Linked DNA regions of Mus musculus: region 2 is linked to region 1. The links are chromatin contacts, called in public HiChIP or PLAC-seq maps. All regions are on one chromosome and are shown on one strand. The core of a region is the stretch at or near the end of the contact, and the rest is flanking DNA. Distances in the headings are between cores, read along the strand shown. Region 1 overlaps Gm33485 (a long non-coding RNA gene). Region 2 has its middle 19 kb from the start of F3.

Region 1 (7,781 bases), core at 3,928-6,427:
CAGGTATCTTAGCGTTTTACTGCTGTGAACGACACCATGACCAATGCAAGTTTTATAAGGACAACATTTAATTGGGGCTGGTTTAAAGGTTCAGAGAGGTTCAGTCTATTATCATCAAGGTGTGATCATGGCAATGTCCAGGCAGGCATGGCACAGGCAGAGCTGAGAGTTCTACATCTTCATCTGAAGGCAGCTAGTGGAAGACTGACTCCCAGACAGCTAGGATGAGGGTCTTAAGCCCACTCCCACAGTGACACAGCTACTCCAACAAGGTCACACTTCCAAATATTGCTAATCCCTGGGCCAAGCATATACAAACTATCACACCGGGGTTGGCAATAGGTTGTAAACCTGCAGGTGCAAAGGGGCAGAAGCATTTACCTGAACCCAAGAGAAACTGTGCCACAGTAATCCAGCATCAGGCTTTGCATGTCCATCTTGGGCTGGTCAGTGACTGCCTTGCTACCCTTCCGTTCCCTGGGATGCAGAGAGTGCTTCAAGCTCTGGGGCAAGGGCCCTTGTACAGGCCTCAGGTCAGCTCTTCAGATAGCGAGCTGGATAAAGGTAGAGGATGACTGGACATGGAGGCATCCTAGCACAGGATATCTCCACGTGGGAGTGAGCCTCTCTTTGCCTACAGGCATCCAGCTTTGTTTACACGCCAGAGATGAGAGTCACAGAAACCAGGCAGTGTTTCTTCGGGTTCGCTGGCCTTGAAGAAAGGAATCAGATAACTCACACTTGTTCTCCCGTGCTGGTTTTATTCTACAGCCTGCTACTTTGTTGACATGCAACTATGCCTACAGGCAAGAAGTTCTTTCCTGTGTGTCACGTCAGTGATCCCACTACAAAAGAAGTAAACTGTATCTTAACCATTTCTCTACAAAGCATAAAAATAACTGATGCAAGCGTGAAATCACAGCTACAGCATTTTCACCTCTTTAACTGCTCAGAATGCGACTTTCCATCTTCACCTCTGATCACTCTTTCCATTCCTAGAAGTGTCTGTCAGAGAGAGCCTGCTGCTCTCATGAGCCTCGCTAACAGCCCGATTTGAGTATCTTCCTCCAGCAGGCCTGGAAGATTTATTGCTTTCTTAGAAGGCAGCTGTTATCATTTCCTGACTTTGTTCTAGAACCCACCCAGCATCTCCTGATTCATCCACTATCAGTGGATGTGGTTTGCTCACGCTGGTGTGGAGGATGGCTATGGCCTATTAACATGCTCTAGCTGTCTTAAAGTTGGTGTTCTAAGCCTTTCTCCATGCCTGCTAGTAGTTCCTGATAATGAGAGCCAAAACATAGTCCACAGGAACAAGGAGGATGTGGGTGGCAAGGACCCAGAATTATGTTACTGTCATTGCATGACCAAATACCAGACAAGGGAAACTTAAGAAAAGAAGGTTTGCTTTGGCTTACAGTTTGAGGGTAGAGCCTGTCATGGCAGGGAAAGCATAGCAGGAGAAAGGTGAGGCAGCTGATCATGCTGCATCCGTGGGCAGGACATGGAGAGCAATGAGCACTCAACTCACCATCACCTCCTCCTCCTCTTCCTCTTCCTCCTCTTCCTCCTCCTTCTCCTCCTTCTCCTCCTCCTGGTACTACTGCTTCCTCTTCTTCTCTCCTGCTTCTTCTCCTGCTTCTCCTGCTCCTCCTGCTCCTCCTCCTTCTTCTCCCTCCTCCTTCTCCTCCTCCTCTTCTTCTTCCTCTTCCTTCTCCTCAGACAGACAGGTAGATATGGAGAGAGAGAAAGAGAGAACTTAAATGTGGGTTCTAAGAAGGCTTCAAGTTCAGAGTTTTGTGGTCCATCAAAATGATGCCTTCCTTCACCAAGCCACCTTGCTCTTCATTTGTTGTTTTCTTGTCCAAGTTCAATGCTCCAACAATATGTCTGGACCCTCGGGGACTGTCATGATCAAGAGCCCCCTTCTCCACAGTTAATTCGCTGTGTGTGCTGTGTTTCTTGGTCAAAGAGCCTTCCCTTTCTGATTTTAAGATCCGAAGCCACTTTGAGGGGTTCTGGGTATTTCAGAGACTTATTTGAATAAACTCTAGTTGTGATATAAAAAATCATTGCCCCAGAGCCACTGTCTACCATCACTGGTCTCCACGGTACAGTGGTTTAAGCTCTGTGGGCAAGCATGGCCTAGATGGATCCAGTTAGAGACTGCTCTGCTATCAAGTGTATAAACTGCTTTTATATATAAACTCACTTCCCCCTTTCCATACTCCTTCCTACCCTTATGAGTCCTGGGCAACCTTGAGCTAAAAGTCCCAGGTGAGAGCAGTGCCTTTGGCCACTCACCTTTACCCTCCAAATCTAGTGGTTCAATATCCTCCCTTACCACAAACTGATTGGTTGTGGACATTCTGTTCTCTCTGGCAGGGACAGACCAAGCAAAGCACTGGGTGAAGGTGTATTGTCTACAACATCCCTTTTTGTCCATTTTTAGGTTTTGGGGTTTTTTTTTCTTAAGAAAATTTAGATTCCTGTGAATTGGCCTCAGGGCAGTAAAAAGGACAAGACAATAACAAAAATGTGATTTGAAACGAATCCCATTCTTTATTCAGCCATACACATGTCATTACAGAGAATAAACTGAGACAGGAATGCTTAAACATTTACTTAATACTTCTAAATAGAAGCTTTCCATTTTCCTTCCTGGCTCCTTCACTCTGGTCAGTTTGTCTTTCTACCCCAGGAAAAGCTCCCCTAGCCCTGGCCTCCACGGTGACCTCCCTCCACTTGTCCATTCTCCATGTCCCTCAAGATCTTACTATAGAGTGTGACTCAGCATCTCACTCAGCAGTCTTTTCCCTCTTGTGAAGGGGAAGAAGTTGCAAAGTTAAAGAGCTTTCTTTAAAGAGCTGAGAGAATGAAGACACAAAGACACAGAAATAAACAATCCACAGCTTTGTTTACTTTCTTGTTTATCACACCAACAAAAGTTCTCAAGGAGAGAAGAATTGATTTTGGCTTTCAGTTTGAGGGGATACAGTCCATCATGGTGGTGAAGTCATAGTGGCAATAGTGTGACACCACAGGGACAGGAGTGTGAGGCAGTGACACCACAGGGACAGGAGTGTGAGGCAGTGTCATCACGGGAACAGGAGTGTGAGGCAGTGACACCACAGGGACAGGAGTGTGAGGCAGTGTCATCACGGGGACAGGAGTATGAGGTAGTGACATCACAGGGACAGGAGTGTGAGGCAGTGACATCATGGGGACAGGAGTGTGAGACGGTGACACCACAGGGACAGGAGTATGAGGCAGTGTCATCACAGGGACAGGAGTGGGAGGTGGTGACATCACAGGGACAGGAGTGTGAGGCGGTGACATCACAGGGACAGGAGTGGGAGGTAGTGACATCACAGGGGCAGGAGTGTGAGGCAGTGACATCATGGGGACAGGAGTGTGAGGCAGTGACATCACAGGGACAGGAGTGTGAGGTGATGACATCACAGGGACAGGAGTGTGAGGTGGTGACATCACAGGGACAGGAGTGTGAGGCAGTGACATCACAGGGACAAGAGTGGGAGGTAACAGAGAAAGATGAGTGCTGCTGTTCACCTCTCTTTATTCAGTCTGCGATCCCCACCCAGCTCATGGGACAGAGCTGTCTTACAGTCAGGGTGGGTCTCCCTCCCTAAGTCCTTTCAGAAACAACCTCTGAGACACACCTGAGGTGTCTCTCCACAGCATCCTAAACCTTGTCAAGATGACCATGACAATTAATCACTACACCGGCTCTTAGACACTTTTTAAGATTTAAAGCTATAATGAGCCTTATTATTCTCTTACAGTCACTACTAGCAACACAGTTTTAATTCATCTTAGTTGTAAAGCATCACAGCAACCATCGCCACTCAGAGGGCTGGAGAGATGGCACAGCCCATAAAGGACTTGCTGCTGGTCCAGAGGACCCAGGTTCAGCTCACAGCACCCACACAAGCATATGTAACTCCAGTTTCAGACGATCTGGCACCCTCACCAGGCCTCTGTGGATAGACACTAGGCTCACATGGTTTACAGGCACATGCAGGCAAAACGCCCATACAAATATTCGTTTAAAAGCGTCACTCAGCCTGGCAATAGCCTGATAGCCAGTAAAAACTCTCCGTTGGAAAGGTCTGAAACAGGGCTGTGATACCTCGGAGCTGGTAGGATTTATCAGGCAGAGCAGGGAAGGCTGTGTTTTTATGGCCTGTCGGGAGTGCTCAGACCTATATATCCATTCATTTCTTCAGTCAGTTGACAAGCGCTGTGAATCTACCAGAACAGGACTAATGCAGAAGAGAAAGAGGAGAGGAAGCCTCAGCCTCCGGTTTCAAGGAGCCCTCCTCCAGGTGGGGAGACACTCACGTGATTACTCCAGCTATGACGCACACTTTGGTATCCCCGGTAGTACAGTTGCTGGGAGTGGGGACCCAGGGACACAACAACTCTGAAATGAGTTGTGGAAAGTGCACTTGTAGAGGGCTTCCCAGAGGAAGCTTCATTGGCTCTGGGTCCCAGATGGAAAGCAGATCCTAGCCCAGCCAACAATGTCTGCAATCGCAGTGCTTGGGTGGACGAGGCAGGGGGTAGGAGGGGATCCTGAGTTTGAGGCCATCTTAGGCTAGTTACAGAATTGAGGTCAGCCTCAACCATGACACAAGATCCGGTCCCGAAACCAACTAAAGAAAGAACAAAGGAAAGGCGTAGGGGGACCGACAGATCTGCATTGTTGGGTCTGCTGAGCAAGCTCAACCTTGCAGAGACATCATTTTGAAGTTCCTAAAACAGAGGATATGATTGGCCTACCCTGGATCAAGTGTTCACACGGGTCCAATCGAGTGCAGTTTTGGGGAACTGGGGGGGGGGGGGATAGTGGCTACAGTCTCCTCTCAAAGTGGCGCTAAACCGACCAGCTGCCTTGACCATGTACTGATTTTGTGATTCCAGGTTCTCAGAATTTGTGTTTTATTTCAAATTCCCTTCTCCAGGGACAAAACGCAGGCCTGAGTGGTCCTTTTAAGCCTGTCCCTGTTGGAAAGAGCACGGGAGTGACTTGGTCACATGGTTCAGTCCCCAGGCCCACTCCTCTCGCCTCCCTCCTCCACGGAGCCACACTGCCCAAGTGTGCCTCAGAGGCAGTTGAGCAAATCCAGATGGTAGAAAGCCCCATTCCCAGGAGGGCCCGACAGCTGCTGAAGGATATTGCCTTGGAGGGAGCCTTGTTTTGTCATCAGTGAGTAACTGGAGGCGGACTGTGGTTCAGGTTTCCATCCAAATGTGGGGGAAGAAGGGAAGGGGGAGGGGAGCTGACTAGAGAAATGCAGATGCTGGAGAAGTAGCCATGTGTTGTGCCCTGCCACATAGTTACCTTGTTGTTAGACAGGCCCTCCCACGCACGCAGACCATCTCCCTAAATGGACATTTCTTCACCCACCGCTTTAACTTGTGATAGAAGGAACTTAGCTCGGCCACAAGAGATTTGTTTCCCGCTCCAAAGTCACACTCCTCTCTGGGTGTGGGGCATGGGTCTTAACATAACTCCATCTAACCACAAGGACTTGAGGATGGGGGAGGCAATATTCCTTCCTCGCCAAGTTTTCTCTCCTTATCTCTCCTTCACATATCCCACCCCGGCCCACAGCTTCTGCAATGTTCTGTCCCTCACCCTCCCTGTAATTTATGGACGTGCTTTGCCTGGAAGAGCCAAAAAGCTAAGGAGGTTATATTGTCGTGCCAAGACACAGGACTTACTTGAGCCTCAAGAAGACCCCAAGCCCTGGTTCTGACAACCTCTACTCTTGTAACCTCAGTCAAATGACTGCCTTTTCTTCCAGGTTCTCTTCCTACTCTCCCATGGCTCTGTCTGTGCCTGTATCTCCGAGCATAACCTTTAATCAGATCTGCTAACCATGTCCCAAGCTGCGCTATTATCAAACTAGACACATAGCCAATATCCTCCAAATATTAAAATCTAACATCGGACTGTGAAATTAGAACAATTATACCAAACTGTAAATACCAAGTGAGGCATTTCACACGATTTGTAAAATAAAGAGTAAAAAGATTACTATAGTGTACTATAAAGGGTAAAAAGAATAAAAAATAAATAAATAAAATTTCAAAGTTGCAATCATGCTATTATAGTTTTGTTGCTTTTTAGAAATATGTGGTTCTGTTAAATGGAAAGGTTTGGAGTAAAGGGTTTTGTGGGGGGGAACTCAGCAGGGTTTCACAAATCACCAGACCTAGTCTGCTTCTCCTCATGGCGCTTTTTCTCCTTGTTTTATGCTTGATAGGTTTGTTGCCGGGGATAAGGGCTTTAAATCAGGGCTGCTCAATTTCTACACCACTGGCACTTTGGCAAGCGAATACCCAGAAGCACTTATGCATATGTACTAGTGACATTTGGAAGCCGGAGAAGCCTTTGTTTGGGGAGGAACATAGTAAAACACCCAGCAGTGTCCCTTGCCCTCTGCCCATCAGCTGCCAATAGCACCCTCCCCTGGGACGGAACAGCTGGAACGTCCGACATACTTTTTTCTCTTGCATCCTTGTTCTGAACGTTCTTGGTAATTTAACTGTATGGGCCTGGGTCCCTTAAGCGTTGCACTCAGTCCTGTCCAGAGATGGGTTTTGCTGACTTGGGTTTGAAGTACATGCTCTGTGAATGCTCTGTCATTGACCTGCAGCCTCAGCCCATGAGGTGACAGGTTAGCTACTACAAGACAATAATGGGGCATTGTGGGGTGCTCTGCATGTAGGTGTTGTATTTCCATCTAGTTAAAGTATCTTTCTTAATTATCTATCTATCTATGGTAAGAACTTTCAAAATCCTCTCCTCTAGTTTTTTTTGTTTGTTTGTTTTGTTTTGTTTTGTTTTAATGGATGGATCATTATTAAATATAGTCACCCTATTGTACAATAAATAACACACCAGAATTCCGTGGTCCCCTCCCACCTTCATGCCCACTGACTGGCTTTCCCCACCCTTTCCCCCCACTGACCCAGGCCTCTGGCTGTCACCATTCCACTGTCAACTTCTGTGAGATAGTTCTGTGTGTGAGAGTCTGGTTTGGTTTTTTCTATGATTTCACATATGATAGAGAACATGTGGGATTTGTCTTTCTGTAACAGATTATTTAGCTCAGTGTTCTCCAATTCCATCTATATTTATTGCAGATACCACTATTTTATCCTTTCTGTGGCTGAAGGATGTCCCGCGGTGTATATATATGTACCATGTTTTTTTGTTATCCATTCATTAGCTACTGGACACTTTTGGCTGCTTCCTTTTCTTCTTGCTATGATGCAGTAAACATAGAAGATGTCTATTCAACACACTGCCTAGTTTCCTTCAGATGTATAAAGAGAACAGTGGAGTTGCTGGGGAATACAGTAATTTTATTTTTATTTGCCTATTTCTCAGGATCTGTAATATCATTTTCATCTCTGTATTAATTTACACACACACACGGTTTTGTGCAGTTTGCGAGGATTCCCATGTCACCACCTCCTGCCAGCACCAACTTTCCTGTGTCTTTTGGGTGGTTATCATTCTTGCTTGGGAGGGACAATACCTCATTGTGGTTTTGATTTCTGAGGTTTGGTGATGTTGGACATTTTTTAATGGCCCGTGTGTCATTTGTACGTCTCCTTTGGGGCAGTGCCTATGCAGGTCTCCAGCCTGCCTTTCAGCTGCGTGATTTGACTCACGTCACTGTCGTTGGAGTTCCTGTCCCTTGTGAATGCTGGCCTCTTGTCACAGGCATAGTCTGCAAAAGTCT
Region 2 (7,365 bases), core at 165-2,664, 120 kb before region 1:
TGTAGTAAAGTCTGACTAGGTATATACATAAAGGTGAGATATATTTTTAAAATATTGAAAATTATAACACATTGTAAACTACCCCTTAAAACATGCAAATTACTTAAAATTTATTAAACATTATTTATTAACCTTTATTTTTTGCTATAAAAAATACTATGAGCAGAAGCAACTTATAGACAAACGCTCAATTTGGTTTATGGTCACAGACCAGTCAATAATGGGGGTGTCAGCACATAGCTGGAGCAGAAAAAGGAGAGACGATTATCGTCACCGCAGAGAAACAAAGAGAAATGGTAGGAGGCTATAAAGTTGCCGAGAGCATCTCAGTGATGGACTTTCTCCAGCAAGACTCCGCCTCCTAAAGTCCCATAACCTCCCCAAACATCTCCAGACTCAGAATCCTCACCTCTGCCCTACTGGGAAACAGCCTTAGATGGAGTTTCCAACTCAACCAACCTTTGTTGCTCCAACACTGCGTGCTCCAAGCATTGTGCAAAGTGGTGGCCAGAGTTCACAACAAGGGCTTCTCTGACCACAGGATTTAGACTGAGCATAAAGGATGGACTTGTGGCAAAAGAAAGAGGTCCTGTGTTCATCATAAATGTGTTACTCCTCTGTGACCACAGGCAAGGCATTTATCTTCTCAGGATTTCTGTTCCTCCCTTTCAGAAAGAAACTATGGATCAGGTGTCCCTGTGGCTAGTTCTGCCTCTTGATTCTCTATTTCTTCACAGTTGTGCTTTATGGGGAGTGAAGAGTGGACCCTTCTTAATGAACACTCAGTATGTCTGAGCTGGATTTTAACACAAGGCTTTAATATGAAGATGATGTATGTATCATATGAGTCTGAAATAGGGGGAAATTAAATTAAATCTACAGGTGACTCTGAAAAATTGGAAATGAGCTTTCAAAGGAGCCATGTCATGGCCTATGGTGATATTACTGGAAGAATGCGACTTCCTCTGTCGCTATTTAGAGCATAAGAAAGAGCTCATTTGAGCAGTGTAGGAAATAAAAGGTCCATTGTGAGTGGCTGAAGAGGTTTATCCGGATGTCTGTAGTCAACTCAGACATTCACAGTCATTCTTTGCCCAATGAACACACAATGTAGTCACATTGATGTGTTTTATTAACGTTCCTATTTCTAGCGGGAAGATCTACTCAAATGACATCATAGTTCTTAATCTCCAAATGGAATCTTCATGTCGCCCGTTTTAAAAGAGAGCCAAAACCCAAGATAAATTTGATACTGATTGTCTCCCCTTGAGAGCTACATTTCATTACTTTAAACAAATCCAATACAAGGTGTCCAGCCTTTGGAGTTAGCAAAGTCTTCCTTTCTCTAGGCTCCTGTAGTGTTCCTGTGCTCGGTTCCTGGTATCTGCCCTGTGGATATCTTGCACGTATAAGAAAGCTAGTGCATTACTGTGGTGAAGCCTTGGGCTCCTGGCCAGAGCTGGATTTCAGATTCTGGTCCTGTTATTCACAGCCCTGTCACTTTGCCAAGTGCTAACTTCTTTTAAGTCCACTTTCCAAATTTGTAAAAGACGACACCTCTTCCTACCTCATAGAGTCATTGTGAAAAATCTCATTCTTCAAGTGTATTAAAATATACAGTAATTAGTAAAGTCAAAACGACAGAAAACGTTAGCTTGAATTGTTGGTAGTTATGAGCTAGAAAGAGAGCATTTCATTTCTGCTCCCTCCCTGCAATCCACACAGCAGGGCTATGGCTTTCGTCAGTGAGCTTTAAGCCTGAAAATCAGCTGTCTGGAGCAAAGGATGCTTCTGGACCACAGCATGAATGTTCGTTCCACCTGAGATGATGTGAATGAGTATCCTGATGTCCTGTTAGCCACACGCCATAGACTGCTATTTCATATTGTTGTGATGTGCTTACGTAGTCAGGAAGAAACAGTGAAAAGAAATACTCAGCCAAAAAGAGACAAGAGGAGGAATTTCAAAAATTAAATTCCCAGCTTTGTCTTTAAAAAAAAATCGCTATCATCTCATGTGTTTGTTTGTACAGACAGTAGCTTGCTCTTTATGAAATGTTTAAAATCTTTGAGGGTACCCATGTGTATACACATACAACTTCTTCAAAGCCTTGCTAAGATGTTAAACATAAACACCCTCAATATAGGCATAGTCTCAAAGTCTTTTCAAACCAGTGAATACAAACACTATTCCATGTTCTTCCCAGGATCCCCCTACCAAATGAACATTCTCATTCTCTCTCTCTCTCTCTCTCTCTCTCTCTCTCATTCTCTCTCTCTCTCTCTCTCTCTCTCTCTCTCTGATGATAATAGTACTTGATTTCATGTACTGGTTCTTAGTCTCCCTGTCTCTCTCTGTCCATCTGTTTCTGTCTCTGTTTGTCTCTGTCTGTCTCTGTCCCTGTCTCTCTGTCTGTCTCTGTATCTCTCTGTCTCTCTCTGTCACACACACACACACACACACACACACACACACACGCACGCACGCACACACACACACACACACACACACACACACACACACACACACACACTTATTCCAGTATGGCTAGTGTGTGCTCTACCACTGAGCTGTATTCTCAGCCTCCTTTTGCTTTTTGCCCTGAGAAAGTCTCACTAAGTCACTTGGGCTGGCTTTGGACTTCCTGTGTCGCCTAAGCAGCCCTTGAATTTTCAATCTACCATGTCAGCCTCTCCACATCTGGGATTACAGACCAACACTGTCGGACTTGGCTTAAATATATTATAAATCATTATATCCTGATAACCATGACCAGGGCTAAGCTAGCTTTGCCTCAAACTATTGGAAACTTATTATCTTAAAATCTCAAGGGCATTTTAAGCAGAATAATTATTGTGTTCTTGGAAAGGGGAATAAAAAACGAGCTAATCAAAACAGAAAGGTTTGGCTTAAATTATGTCTAAGACTGGGACATAAATCTGTTTGGCCTAAATTATGTCTAAGACAGGGACCTAAAATTCCTGGGATCTTATCTTAAGAATTTTAATTCTAATTCTTAAGAATTTTGGAGATAAGTAGTAGCCGGGCATCCAAGTGTGGTGAGAAGCTAGACTGAACCCATAGTTGCCTGGGGCTGAATGGGGGTCTTAGCCACTTTGAAGTAAATACAGAGGATTCTAAGAGACCACAGGGCTTTCCTGTTGTTTACACATATTCAGTATCCTGTAGGTAGTCCTTCTGGAGAATTCCATAGACAGGGGTTCTTCCTAACTCCTTAAGACTGGAGACCTGGGGCTGGAGAGATGGCTCAGTGGGTAAGAGCACCCGACTGCTCTTCCGAAGGTCCGAAGTTCAAATCCCAGCAACCACATGGTGGCTCACAACCATCTGTAATGAGATCTAATGCCCTCTTCTGGTGCATCTGAAGACAGCTACAGTGTACTTACATATAATAAATAAGTAAATAAATCTTTAAAAAAAAAAAAAAAATAAAGACTGGAGACCTCTCCTGCCTGTTGCAGCTCTGCTCTCACGAGCATCTTTCTTTGGTTGGGGGCGGGGAGCAAAGCAGACCAAAGAAGTTTCTCCTTCATTCTCTTCTTCCCTCTCAGCATACAAATCCCACATGAAACTTTTTTTTTCAGCTTCCAAATCAGACAATAAATTTTGCTTCACAGTGTGAAGCCAAGTAATAGATGTGCATCAGTAATAGACTACTCTAGAGGCAGACTCCCCACAGTGGAATGCATAATGGAGATTAGAATGAACAGGATCCTGCTAACAGGACAGCAGGTGACTCACATAAACATATGTCTGAGTAAAAGCAGCCAGGCAGAGAAGGATAGATAGACGCCGTATGATCTCTAAGTCAAGAGAAAGAAAAAAGAATGTGGATGGAGATTCCCACCTGCGGTTCTTCTGGGGTGCTGGATACACAACTGTGTTTTTTGTTAAAACAACAACAACAACAACACTTAACCAATTTATTTGCACATCATATGTACAGTTTCTATATATTCCATTCATCCAAACCTTTAAAAAGGTTTGTGGAAAGCCAGTGAGTGACTCAGCACACTGGCCCAAGTCCCTTCAGACTATTGCTTGATACCGCTTCCTTATCGCTCAGCCTTTCTGCATGTGGTGATTGATGTCAGGAGAAAACTCTTCAAGACCTTTCAGAACATCCCATGATAGCATCCCTGATAAGCATCATCAAGGGTTTGTAATTTTTGAGGACTAGTGACTTCCAGATGTCTGTATTATTAATTTTGGAAACCTCTCGAGAAATAGACTGTTCTTGCTGGAATCATGTGAGCTAGTATCCAAACCATGCCCTTGCCAATATCTAAACCCTGCCCTTTGTGTCAGTGATCAGAGGGAGACATTTTTACCCCCAGTGGCGAGACGGCTGAGGTGGTTATGGACTGGTGCAAGCCTTGTGTACTTGGGTTCATATGAGATTTCTCACAGTTGCCTGATGTCTCAGGGGAGGGGTGAACAGCTAGGGGCATGACTCAGCAAGGCTTCAAGAAGACCGCTTAAGCCCTATCATGCGGGCAGTCTTTGAACATTGCTCTTTATATTCAGATAGTTTGACATCTGAATTCATCTAGAGATTATTAAGGAAGAAAATAAATCAAGTGAGTATCTTAGCTCATCTTTATATGTCTTTAATGAAAGAGCAAGGGCTTAAAGTAGCTTCATGTTCATGATGACATAGGAACCCAGACCTCTCCCATGATCATCAGAAGGGCAATCTTAAGATCGTTTTCAAACTCTTGAGTCTCTAAACATGTGTATGTAGTTTGAATCTTTAAATAGATGACTCTGGAGTAAATATATTATGAAAAGCTTCATTTAACTATGGGTTAGCAGCCAAATAAAATAATACATCCTATATTTTAATGAAACTATTTTAGTTTTGTCTTCAATTTCATATCTCTCTCTCTCTCTCTCTCTCTTTCCTCTCCACACTCTCTCCATTCTCCTCTCTCTCCTCCTTCTCCTCCTCTCTCCTCTCCTCTCAGGAAGCTCAAAACATCTGTGTCAGGGTAGAATTTACAAGAATGTAACTGTTGTAAGGAGGCTGAGAATTAAAGCCCCCAAATGTGAGATTTCTAAGGACTGTCCATCAAACCTCCCTTCCTTCAGAAGCAGACACCATGTCTGAAGAAGGCACCTGACCCGAGTGATGTGCAGTTGAGTCTGGGAGAGCCTCAAGCCACTGCTGAGCTGGCCCACAGTTCTCCATGCCAGCAGTGTGGTGGGAGACAGTGAGAAACTGGGAGACACTTGGACTCTTGGCTCTGAGGGAACACCTCTCTTCATTAACTTTGAGTAATCTTCTTCTCTGAGTTTCCTTATATTCAAAGTAAACATTAAGGTTCCTTCCTATACATCTAGAACTGCTGGGTCAAAGCTGAGACAGTTTGGGGAGCCCATTTTTTCCCCCAAATCAGCACTTCGAGTTTTGTCCTTCACAAAATCCTGAAGCTCACTGAATACTGAAAGCACTTCACAGGCGGTCTATGTTTGTTTGTTTGTTTGTTTGTTTTGGAACATGAAATGATTTCATGCTAACTAAAGTAACATCTAGCATGCTCACCCATTTAATCAGACTGCCACGACTATTTTGCTTAGCCAGAGCCAAAGCTTCACATACATTAAATATCACATCTTCAAATGCTTCTGTCAACAGGACCGCCCTGAGCCATATCTGGTTCACAGGATCTGTTCTCCATGCCTCCACCTACAAGAAATGACCTGGAGTGCCCTGCTGACCGAGGATGTTGTAAGAGATAGCTCAGTGGTTAAGAGCACTCTCTGCTCTTCCAGAGGACATGGGTTCAGTTTCCAGCCACCATGGCAGTTAACAACTGTCTGCAGCTGCAGTTCCAGAGGGTCTGATAGCCTCTTCTGTCCCCCAAAGCACTTTATGCGCACAGTACACAGACATGCATGCAAGCAAAACACCCATGCATGTCACATAAAAATACAAGAAGTATAGAAGGGGGAGGAAGAGGAGGAGGAGGAAGAGGAGGAAGAAGAAGAGAAGAGAAAGAGAAGCAGCTCTTTTGAATTCTGACTAGCAGGACAAAATAAAACTCTATAGACTTTGATTTTTGCACAGCTGTCTACTAGTATTAGAACCAAGAAAAGCCGGCCAGCGAGATGTCACAGTGTGCCAAACCTGATGACCCGAGTTTTATCTTGAGGACCCCCATAGTCGGAGAGAACTGATTCCTGCAAGATCTCCTCTGACTTTCACACATTCTTCAGTGCTACGTATATCCCTCCAATAAATGTAATTTAAAACGTTATAAAGGAGAAATGTCTCAGCAAATAACCCTGAGTGTTCAGTGGCAGTTCCAGCTAATGGGGCATCAGTCACGGATGGAAGTAAGTCTGTTTCTGTATGGAAGCTGGCAGGAGTGTCTGTGCCATGCTTGCTGGAGGGCAGCAAGCCCAGGGCCAGAGCCACTGACCCAGACATCTCTACCTGGGGCGTTCCCTCTATCTTCCATGAATAGCCGAATGCTTTATGGCTCATTTAGGGTTCTTTCTGTATAGAATTCACTGGAAGTTGATTCCCTCTTTTGTTTCATTTTTAGAAAAATTCTCTTACGGAAAACCCGCCTTGTGAGTCAATTTTAAGACAAGCGGGCAGATCTGACTGGCTGTTTCATTCCACCTGGAAAAGCATTTGAGGCTGCTCTCTGTGGAAACTGTATTCTCTTAAAACCTCAAGGGCTCACTTCTTCCCCTCTTTTTATGGAAAAACCACCATCTGTGGAGGCCCCGTTGTGATGTACTTTCAACCTGCAAAAGCCGCTGGGATCCAGACAGTGGAATGCTTTAAGAGAGCAAAATGGACCACATGGCAAGGGGTGCATTTCAGAAATTCCTACCACACAGGTCACTGTGGGTACCATCATGATCAGGGATGCTATGGTTCATCCTTCATGTCCAGTGCCAAGAGGCTCAGGAGCCTAGTTCCTGTTGCTGTGGTCTGCTACTTAAAAAGAAAAAGATCGCATGCTCTCCCTGCCAAGCATGAAACAGAAGCCCAGTTGTGTGGCTCCTGTTTTTGTACCGGAATAATCTACTTCATGAAAAGAGTGAGCAGGAGCCCAGAAATGCAGTTCCCATCCCCCACTCAACTTCACATCTGACTGTTCTCCTTTCATGCTATAGATGGTTCCCTGCAGAGGCGTGTCCCCAGTTTACCTCGAGTAGACCCCCTCTTTGAGTAAGGCATCCAAACTATCCTAGGAACAGGAGTTCTGATTGGCAAGATGGCATTCTTCCCTAGCGAGAAGGGGAGCTTGTTGTTCGCACTGATGAATTAATACTGTTGCTAAGCAACCATTTCTTACAGCAGCCCAGCTCCAGCAAGATGATAAA

Evidence for each region. HiChIP or PLAC-seq counts read pairs in DNA pulled down with a chosen protein or histone mark.
Region 2: a CTCF HiChIP or PLAC-seq map of the NIH/3T3 cell line shows a contact between it and region 1, with 12 read pairs. The contact joins two enhancer-like sites. A contact is called at or near these places in 1 of 15 datasets of contacts at CTCF or cohesin (the NIH/3T3 cell line), 5 of 484 Hi-C or Micro-C datasets (bone marrow-derived macrophages, embryonic fibroblasts, group 2 innate lymphoid cells and 2 more), 7 of 115 datasets of contacts at active chromatin or transcription factors (embryonic basal ganglia, embryonic fibroblasts, embryonic stem cells and 3 more) and 1 of 9 other capture datasets (bone marrow-derived macrophages).

Annotation. Positions count from the first base shown.
Region 1 is chr3:121,586,712-121,594,492 of GRCm38.p6, reverse strand. All of the region lies in intron 3 of Gm33485 (a long non-coding RNA gene), which reads left to right. Gm33708 (a long non-coding RNA gene) reads right to left here and starts at 1,571. Exons shown (of 3, transcript XR_867603.2): 1 at 1,532-1,571; 2 at 382-845. Within about 2 kb of position 5,177, at least 96 of the 459 cell types and tissues checked have an H3K27ac peak or open chromatin away from gene starts, as enhancers often do. A contact at or near this core is called in the NIH/3T3 cell line, where this site is marked.
Region 2 is chr3:121,700,415-121,707,779 of GRCm38.p6, reverse strand. No RefSeq gene overlaps it. Among named protein-coding and RNA genes, the nearest start is that of F3, 19 kb to the left of the region's middle. Within about 2 kb of position 1,414, at least 40 of the 459 cell types and tissues checked have an H3K27ac peak or open chromatin away from gene starts, as enhancers often do. A contact at or near this core is called in the NIH/3T3 cell line, where this site is marked.